Regions from separate parts of the Sus scrofa genome. Here regions 1 and 3 are each linked to region 2. The links are chromatin contacts, called in public Hi-C and HiChIP or PLAC-seq maps. All regions are on one chromosome and are shown on one strand. Each heading gives the region's core, a stretch centred on a gene start, on an enhancer-like site or on the middle of the called end of the contact. The rest is flanking DNA. Distances are from core to core; before and after follow the strand shown. Region 1 holds the start of RNF103 (E3 ubiquitin-protein ligase RNF103). Region 2 holds the start of KDM3A (lysine-specific demethylase 3A). Region 3 holds the start of CHMP3 (charged multivesicular body protein 3).

What was found. A called contact is a pair of places that touch in the nucleus more often than the background predicts. HiChIP or PLAC-seq counts read pairs in DNA pulled down with a chosen protein or histone mark.
Region 1: a Hi-C map of skeletal muscle shows a contact between it and region 2, with 6 times the contacts expected there. The contact joins the promoter of RNF103 here to the promoter of KDM3A in region 2. A contact is called at or near these places in 3 of 5 promoter capture datasets (fetal liver, fetal skeletal muscle and liver), 7 of 47 Hi-C or Micro-C datasets (alveolar macrophages, blood, heart right ventricle and 2 more) and 2 of 2 datasets of contacts at active chromatin or transcription factors (alveolar macrophages and skeletal muscle).
Region 3: an H3K27ac HiChIP or PLAC-seq map of alveolar macrophages shows a contact between it and region 2. The contact joins the promoter of CHMP3 here to the promoter of KDM3A in region 2. A contact is called at or near these places in 1 of 5 promoter capture datasets (liver), 5 of 47 Hi-C or Micro-C datasets (alveolar macrophages, fetal skeletal muscle, heart right ventricle and 2 more) and 2 of 2 datasets of contacts at active chromatin or transcription factors (alveolar macrophages and skeletal muscle).

The regions. Positions count from the first base shown.
Region 1 is chr3:58,159,021-58,162,394 of Sscrofa11.1, forward strand. It overlaps RNF103 (E3 ubiquitin-protein ligase RNF103), which reads left to right and starts at 2,067. Exons shown (of 4, transcript XM_005662399.3): 1 at 2,067-2,753. The coding sequence starts at 2,528.
Region 2 is chr3:58,353,253-58,356,413 of Sscrofa11.1, forward strand. KDM3A (lysine-specific demethylase 3A) reads right to left here and starts at 1,748. Exons shown (of 26, transcript XM_003124935.6): 1 at 1,631-1,748; 2 at 829-1,043. The coding sequence starts at 1,014.
Region 3 is chr3:58,205,068-58,208,261 of Sscrofa11.1, forward strand. CHMP3 (charged multivesicular body protein 3) reads left to right here and starts at 1,854. Exons shown (of 6, transcript XM_003354734.4): 1 at 1,854-2,086. The coding sequence starts at 2,042.

The sequences.
Region 1 (3,374 bases), core at 817-3,316, 190 kb before region 2:
ATTTTTCCCAATTTGAAACTCTGGCCTGGCTGTTTCTATCCTCAGTTTTCCCCACCCACTCTTCTTTTGTGTTAGTGTTTAAGTTTTTGGTCAGTCTTTCCTCACCAGTGAGTATGGTTCTTTGAGGTGAAGGACCTCACTTTCTATGTCAAGATTTGGACAGCAATATCATCCAGTAACAGCATCACTGTGACATGCCCAAGGAATCTGAAATTTCAGAAACAAATGTGTTAGAATGAACCGATTAATCCACTCTCCCACGTTGATCTGCCAACCATGGATACAGCCACATTTCAGCCAATTAAAACACAGGAGCAGAGACCAAGAGCTGGTTGTACATTCCTACACCTCCTCCTGATTCTTTCTCCCTGCCCCCTCGCCTGGCCCTCTAAGTCCTCCTCCGCTAGCTGGACAATGAAATGCCTTTGTTTGCTTTATTTTAAAGGGGTACCATTCTGAGGCTACATTCTCACGGTCCATTCTTCGCTTTCGATTTCCCCTTTGCTCCAAAACTGAGGATCACACCCCCACTCTTCCTACAGCTTTCACCCCTAGTTCAGGACATTTGACAACTTGGCACAATGGCTAACGTTTCTCTTGTAATTTCTGAGTCTTTTTCCTCGTCATCAAGGGGGCTGCTAGAAGCTAGCCTTGTTTATTTTGTGCATGTGGCCCCCTTCTCCCTCCAGACTGGCACAGAGATTAACAGGAGTATGCTCTACTGACGTTGAAAAAATACAGAGCCGAGTACTGCGTGCCCGTCCATTTTACTCATTTTTATGTTCCTCTTGCTGGCCGCTCCACACTCAGGATGGGTAACCAAAGAAAACGCAATTAAACTTTGCATTGGGACATATCCACATTCAGCAACCTTTGTCCTGGGAACCCTGTGCTGCAATATCTGGCTTGTAACACCCCTGAGACTGAAACAGCTGGGGCGGGGGGGGGGGGGAAGGAGAGGGGAAGCTGTTAGGGGCAGGGACCACTGAGCCTAGTTCTACCTTTCCTTTTGGCAATGTCTCCTCCAACACACACAGGCACAAATTACTACATTCTCACCTAGCGACAGAAAATCATTGTTTTCTGTGTTTTACCTCCTATCCCTCAAACGCAATGGTGCCAAAATTTCCCCAGTTCACCAGGACCTAGCATAAACGTACTCTGTTTTTACCCATTTTAAGAGGATAATTAACTGACCAATTTTTACAAAATATACACAAAGCGACACTATCCAAAGTCCAATCCTCAGACAAAACCAATTACCAAACATCTGCAGGGCAAAAGGAAAGGGAGAGGGTAAGCCACTGGAGCCTTTAGGAGTCGCGTCAAGATTGCAGCTCTGTACAGCTTTCCAAGCCCCAGTCTTGGCGAAACTCTTCGCCTGGACTCCTCCCCCCACCCACCCGTGGGCGCCCTCATGGCCCCGCCCCGGCCTCTCCCCATGCCCCGCCCCTCAGCCTACGTCACTTGTTATGTCTCGGCTCAGGCCGCGGCCGCCGCAGGTTCTCTGCTCCGGAGGCGACGGCCGCGGCCTCACGAGGGGGCGGGGGCGTCGGGGACGGCTGCGGAGGTCCGCGCCGCCCAGCTTTAGCGGAGCGAACGCTGCGTGATCGGGAGGCAGCCGGATAGCCGCCCCAGGGAGCAGTCTCGGGCCTATTTTTTGCTTTTTTTCCTCCGGGACATCGCCCCGCGCGCACCATTTCCCTCTGCAGACTGTGACGCCCCCTCCCGGGCCGGGCCCCAGTGCCCGCCCGCCTGAAAGGCGCCGCCCGCCGGCCGGAGCGAGCCTGGAGCCATCGCCGCCGCCGTGCCCACCGCGCTTCTCGCGGAGCCTGGGCGGCCGGCGGGGCCTGGGGCCTGGGCGCTGGGCGCGGCGCTGCAGCGGCCGCTCCTCCCCGCGCTGGGCCCCGGGCCTGCCCTGGCCGAGTGCCGCGCCCTCCTGACCGCCGCCGCGGGAGCCCGGCCTTGGCCTGGCTAGACCCAACCGCCTCCCGGGCCCGCTGCCCCGCCGGCCCCGGCCTGCTGCCCGGCCTCCGCTTCTTTTGTGGGTCTGGTGGTGGGTTTTTTTTTTTTTTTTTTTTTTTTTTGGCTTTTCCCCTAATCCTCTTGAGATTACGGTGCTGAAAGGCGGACCCCGCCACCTCGGTTAGCGCCCCGCGCCGAGGGAAACGGCCCTCAAGCTGGTTCTTCCCCGCGGGCTCTCCCTGCACCTCTGTCCTTTCGGTGTTTAATTCATGGGCTTTTTTTTTTTTTTTTTTTTAATTTTTTTCCATTTATTTTTCTCTCCTCTTGATTGGAAGGCCCCGAGGGAGGCTCTGCGTCTCTGCCCCTCCTCGTCCTTTCCTCTCCCCCGCACGAATCGCCGATCCACCTGCCTCCCGCCGGGCATGGCCCCACAGTGACGGCGGCGGGCGCCGGACCACACGCCGACCGGGGGCCCTCGCCCAGGCTGCTGTAAATACACACTCCCCTCTCTACTCTTCTCTTCGATTTCTGAGCTCTCTGCAAAGAGAGAAAGCAGGGAAAGATGTGGCTGAAGCTTTTTTTCCTGCTCCTCTATTTTTTGGTCCTTTTCGTCCTGGCCAGGTTTTTTGAAGCCATTGTGTGGTATGAAACTGGCATCTTTGCCACCCAGCTGGTGGATCCGGTGGCACTGAGCTTCAAGAAGCTGAAGACCATTCTGGAGTGCCGGGGATTGGGATACTCGGGGTTGCCCGAGAAGAAGGACGTCCGGGAACTGGTGGAAAAGTCAGGCGAGTATCGGCCCCCCGAGGGTCCCCTTCCTGGTACCTGGTAGTCCCCAAGAATGAGGCCGTACCTGGAAGGGTTGTGCAGACCACTTCCAGAGCCGACCAGATTTTCTTTGTCCAGGATTTCTACCCCAAAAATATAAATCGCAGTTTTGAGAAGGAGGCTACAATTACGTTGTAGGGGTGTTGGTGTTTCTTTTTAAGGTTATTTTAAAACAACAGTTTAAAGTGCAGCTTCTTAGCATTGTTTACTAAGTTGAGTGATTTTCTCAAAATTCCGAAATGTCGATTACAAACTGGAAAGCATTATTTGTCGCTCGAAATTCATAAATATAAAGGAAAGGCAAAACCTTCAAACGTTGTCTGTAGATAGCAGCATTGGTCACCATAGTAATAGCAAGTTACCCAAAGGGAAAATCATCATTGGAATATTTAATATCAAAGAGGCATTTAGGCCTAAGATTTAATTTTTATTTCTTTTTTCCAGTTTTATTGAGATATAATTGATGTACAGCACTGTACAAGTTTAAGGTGTATTGCCTAATGACTTGGTGGCATGAAATGTTTGTCACAGTAAGTTTGATGAAAATCCATAGCTCATTATCAATGCAAAATTAAAGAAAT
Region 2 (3,161 bases), core at 498-2,997:
TTTGTTGGTACAATGGCTTCCTCACTGGTAGTTTCCAGACAACACTTTCACAGCAATACTTCTATTAGGGAGTATGATCAGAAGTCATCTCTTTTTGAAAAGAACTGTGCAAGGTTCTGCGTGTCACTGTGATTAAAAATCACACTGGCCGCACTTGTTCCCATTTCTCTCCTTCCCCTCAAACACCCAAATGGAATACTTTGAAGCCATTCCTCCAAAACACCATATAAGGGGCAGCTCCACCCCGACCCTCCATATATGGGCATATCCCACACCCACCCACAGACTCATCAGAGACAACCAGGAACCCACTCCAGCCCTGACCCACCATATACGGACAAATACCCACCCTAATAGATCTAAGCTCCTCCCTCTACTCTCACACTTCTTTTCTAACAAGTCTGAAAGTTGAATAAGTTGGGTGAAGAAATTAGGGGGAACAAACAAGAAACCCAACCGAAAGCGCTTCCAAGCAGGAGCGCTCAGTCCTTAATGACTCCAAACGTCACCCACTTGCCCAACTTCATCTTTACAACACCACTCCGCCTTTGGAGAAATAATCGTACAGCCCTAATGAGGCACAGCTCGGGCAAAAACTAAGCATGTCTGAGCAACCCTAAGCCCATTATTAAACATAGGCAACTCTAGGCCAAGCACACCTCGCTCTACACACCATTTGAAAGACTTTCAAGGTCTAGTTGCCTGCACCTTCAGATCAGATGCCAACTTTCTGGTCGCCTTTTCAGAAAAGGGGGGGGGGGTGCCGGCTGTCTCGTTACCTAGGTAACTAGGAAACGGCCGCCAGCCGAGGCCCGGGAGCCGTTTTACCTTCAGATCCTTCTTGGTAACGTCGGTGTGGGAGACAGCTCGAATGGTCCCGGAGAGCCAGGGCCACTCGGCGACGCGCTCCACGTCCCAGCTGTCGTGGCCGCCTTCGCTGCCGTCGGCAGCGGACAGACTGAGGAATCGCTTCCCCACCAATACTGGCCAACTTTCTCCAAGCGTGAGCACCATGATTTCCACGCTGCAGGAAGGGCTCCTCCCTGCAAAAACACAAAAACAAAATGCAACGGGGGCGGCCGGTGGGAGGGAGGCCGGGAAGAGAGCGCGGTGGGGGGAGGCCGGAGCGGAGGGAAGGGTTCTAACCCCGCTCGGAGGACGGGACCCCAGGCAACCGCGGGTGCGACTGAGGATCCCGCAGCCGATCTCTCCACCCGCGTCCTCCCCGCCCCCGATCCCTCCCCCACCGCAAACACGGGCCCAAGCGCCGCGTGACCCTCGCTCTCCCAAGTTTCGCTTTTCCTAAACCTTAAACCTAAACGCAGACAGAGTGAAGGGAAAATCATTTGCAGCTTAAGTGAATTTGAAAGTGTTCGCCCCTCACCCCGGAAAAGAAAAGGCCCCGAAGCAGAGGGCCCGTCCCGGGCGGGCGGTCGGGTCCCCGCCCCGGGCGGCCCCGCGGGAGGGGCGAGCCCGCGGTTCCGCACTTGCCCCGCCGCCCCGCCCCGACACCCGCTTCCCAGCCCCCGACCCCCGGCCTGCGCCGAGGCGCGGGGGCGGCGGGGCCGCGGGCTTGGCGCCTTCACCTTTCTTCCTCCGCTCCCCTCAGCCGAGGCCGCGGCGCGCTTACCCCGCCTCCCGCCTCCCTGAGTCACCGGCGGCGGCCGCCGTTTCCAGCCGCCCAGCCGACTCTAGCTCTGACTTGGTTCAAGAGCTCTCACAAGACACGCACAGCCTCCCGGGCCCGCCCCCTTGGAGCCGCTTCCACCGCTCATTGGCTGGGCCCAAGGAGCTGGGCGAGACTCGTGGGGAAAGAGCCCATCGCCATTGGCCGTCCTAGGGAGGGCGGGGCGAGAGAAAAAAACAATTCCTTGGCTGCCTCCTCCCTTTCCCCTCCCCCTTCCGACTCCCGGACGACCCCCATTAGGTTAAAGTACACCAAGCGTAAGTGAGGGATCCCTCCGCCACAGCCATTCTTTCCATTTGTTGCCTCACAGGATACAAAAAAGTCCCGCGAAATCGGCTATCAACTTTAGGACCCAGAGGGAAATTACAGTGGTGCACAGATAAGACTGAATGGCGAAGCCCAGAGCTGTAAGTGCCTATTGGATTGCTTTTCAAGTGCGTAGGCTGTCGACCGAAGATAGGCATTCCACTTGGCGGAAGAATCTCACAGGAAAAGGGTGAGGGCGGTGCAGAGTCAGCGGGGGAGGGAAGGGACGGGAACGTGCGGTTTCAAGCGTACTCAGCTAGAGGGAGGAGCGACAGCGCTCTGGAGGCTGGTGCGCAGGCGCTTTGCTGAGCAGAGGCTGGAGCTTGGGCTGCTGGGTGAAATGGCCGCGGGAGGCGCAGGCGCACGTGGTGTTCATCATGGAAAGTCTAAAGTCCGCCATTTTGAAGGAAAAATGAAGAAAGGCATGGAGTCATTGGGAAATGACGTTAATTAAATCTAGAGCAAAAGAGGACATCAGTAGAATGCGAAATGGATTTTTTTTTTTAATGTAAAGGGAGGATGGGAAGATATTCTGAGACCTACAAAGAAATTGAAGGACTAGATCAAGGTCATAATGGTGTAAGAGATGTGAAGAGGAAGTGACTTTGAAGGACAAAGGAGTTGAGAGGTGATTATGTCTTTTGGACCTCAAGTTTTTTGGTTGAATAAAGAAAAAAATGGAATAAAGGAATTGAAGTTCTCTTATTTTATAAAGGCTGGTGCTTGACATGGCATCACATTTAATCATGATTAAAATTAAGTGAAGAACTCAAGCTACCAATTTTACAAGTGTGAAAACTGAGAATCAGAAAAAGTTCAGAAACCTATTTGTGAGATTATAGATGCAAGTTAACTCCGTGTTGGCTTTAAACTTCTATGTTCTGAACAGATGACATTAAATTAAAATTTTAATTAAGAATAAACACTGAAGAATTAATTTGGATTGCAATTTGCAGACCATTCAAAAGGGAGGAAATGGAACAAAGAAAACCTATTGGTCTAACATAGGTCAGAATGGGATAGAGAAAAAAACAAATAAAACTTAAGACAGAATGTGGTAAATAGAAAAAAAAAACTAGAGAAGTCTAAATATCAGTATTTACAATAAATATAAGTGGGTTAATTTTGCTCAGAACTTAAAAAGACACACTGGATTGAAAACAAAATC
Region 3 (3,194 bases), core at 604-3,103, 150 kb before region 2:
ATAATGAACATGTACTACTATTTTTTAAGAGAACTTTTTGAAGTATGTTGACATAAAGTGTACATATTTAAAATGTCCATTTTTAAAAATTATAGTTGATTTACAATGTTCTGTTAGCTTCAGGTATTCAGCAATGTGATTCAATTATATATATATGTCTATGTCATTATATTCAGATTCTTTTACATTGTATGTTATTACATTTTATATACTTCCCTATGCTATACATTAGGTCTCTTATCTATTTTATATATAGTAGTATGTATATCTATTAATCCCAAAGTCCTAATTTATCCCTCCCTGCCTTTTCCCTTTGGTAACCATAAGTTTGTTTTCTGCCTGTGAATCTATTTCTATTTTGTAACTAAGTTCATTTCTATCACTTTTTTAGATTCAACATATAAGTGATATCACATAATATTTGTCTTTGTCTGATTTACTTCACTTACTATGATAATCTCTAGGTCAAACCATGTTATTGTAAATGGCATTATTTTATTCTTTTTTTATGGCTGAGTAGTACTCCATTTTGTGTGTGTGTGTGTGTGTGTGTGTGTACACATATGCATGCACACCCCACATCTTCTTTATCTATTCTGTTCGACATTTAGGTTGCTTCTATGTTAAAGTGTCCAATTTTTGATATTGCATATATGTGTGAAACCACCCCCACAAACAACATATTATCCATCACCCCCCAAATTTTCCTTATGTCTCTTTGTAATCCCTCTTTGCCACCTCTTGGGAAACCAACCCCTGTCTCCTAACAACCAATAATCTACTTTCTGCCATTATAGATTAGTTTGCATTTAGTAAAACGTCACATAAATGAAATCATACAGAATGTACACTTTTTTGGGGGGGCTTCTTTCACTCAGCAAAATTATTCTGAGATTCACCCATGCTGTTGCATGTATCAACAGTTTCTTTTTTTATTGTCAAGTAGTATTCCACTGTACGGATCTAGCACAATTATTTTATCCATTCTCCTGTTGAGATGGACATTTGGATTACTTCCATTTCTTGGCAATTACAAATAAGGATACTTGTATAAGTCTCTGTAAGGACGTGTTTCCCCCCCCTCTTGGATAAATAGCTGGCTGTGGAATGGCTTGAGATAAACGTTTATTATTTAAACAACTTGCTAAAATATTTTCAGAATGGTTGTATCATTTTCCATTCCCACCAGAGATGGGAGTTGGGGTTGAGGCACTAAATGAGTGGATGCTTCACCATCAGCAAAGGAAGTAATTGTTGGTTCAATCAGGCTGCCCAGTAAAATGCGACCAGTCCTTTTTCGTCACAGATTCCTTTGAGAATTTGATTAAGGTTATGGTCTGCGTGGATTGAAGGACCACACAAGCACACACACAAATGGCTGGTAGGAATCATCCACGTTGGAAATGGCGATGGCCTGCACAAAGCTGTGACATTTGGCATTAGAAGGCTGGAGTTAAAAAAAAAAAAAAAAGTTACAGTTGTTGGGACCTGGTAAGAGGTGGAGAAGAGATGATACCCAGGTTTAGTGACTTAGTGATGGCAGAGACAACATAGGGAAGGAGAAGGTCCGGCGGGAGGAAGAAGAGGTCACTGCTGCCTTGCTACAAGTAAGGTACCTACGGGACAGAAGGGTGAAGCTGTTCGGAAAGTGGTTGTAAAAGTACCTTGTTGGTAAAGATAAAGAATTCCGGCGCAACAATACAGCGCGAGCAACGCAGCTGTAATCACCAGGTGCAGTCAATAAAATCGCATCTTTCGGAGGAATCACCTCCCAGGCCTAAGAAAACACAGCTAACTCGTCACGTGGGTCAGCAAATCCCCTCCCAGCAAGTGCGCAATCGCGTCAATCTTTCAGCGTTGACTCCGCCGACCTAAATCTGCGCATGAGTTCGGCGCATGCGCACCAGGACCCCAGCGGCCGCTCCCGACTCCGGGCGTCCAGCCTCCTCTTCCCTAACCCGCCCCGCCCAGGCGGCTGCCCGTGACCTGCCTGGGCGCAGGGAACGGAGAGCCGGAAGGGGCAAGACGAGTTCAGTTCACCATGGGGCTGTTTGGTAAAACCCAAGAGAAGCCGCCCAAAGAGCTGGTAAGGGCTACGGCGGCGGCACTGAGTGGGTGGGTTTGTAAGGGCTCAGTGGAGTTGGTGGTGGACTGGACCTTCTTTCCCCGCGGCTGGCCAGGTACCGCTCGGCCCCCATTTCCGGGGCCTCCCACTCGGTCGAGGGGCCGGAGGAAGTCTCTTAGGAGCCAGTTGTGGCGAAAGAAAACCTCTGTACCACAGCGCTCCGCAGAGGAGCCGAGGGCTAGGTTAAGAGTTATGCAGGCTCGGCACGGGGCGCGGAGGCAGCAGCGCCGTCCTGGCCTCTGGAACCCCTTCCTCTGCCGGCGTTGGTACGTCCCTCCCGGAACCTATCCCGGGCGCAGGCCCCGCCCCCCTCAGTCCGCCCACGGGCATGGGCGTACCTGCCCGTAGCAGGTGAGCTGTCCTCGAGGACCCCCTTCCCGATCACGGAGCGGTATAGGCGCTTGCCGCCCTTTCCCCACACAGTGCGGCGTGTTGAGAGGTAGGCTCTGGTTCTCATTCCGCTTCCCAACAACGTTATGTTGACACCAACCGCACAGTCATAGCCCAGACCCCACTTCGAAGAGTGGTACCGAAGATAATAACTCTGGACCTGGCTTAGAGTTCTGAATCTGCCTGTCAGCTGAGATCACGTCGGGATACTGTGGAGCGGTTGAGAGTGCCCTGCAGAGGCAGTGTGCCTAACTTTGAATCCTGGTTCTCCACATAATCAGCTTTGTGATCTAAGGAAATTTCATCTCTGTGTGCCTCAGTCTTGGATATCAAGCAGGAATATAATAGTATCACTTCGGACTCACTGAAGGCGAAAGCATGATAAGTTTTAGCTACTGGTGCTAGTTAGGATAAATTATATATTCTACAACCCTCTAAAGTGCAGACCAACAGCATCAGCAGCATCAGCATCACCTGGCAGCTTGTTAAAAAAATCTTGGTTCCTGTCTAAGATCTATTGAATCATAACGTTAATTCTGACAAGAGCGCCAGTGGTAAATATTTATGTTAAAGTGTCAGAAGCTTTACAGTACCCAGGTTAGACTTATACATAATGGAAAAAAAGCCTAAAATCTTTGAAGAAGTGATCTCACTTGTTCAGCTCTGGCAGGCAGATTTT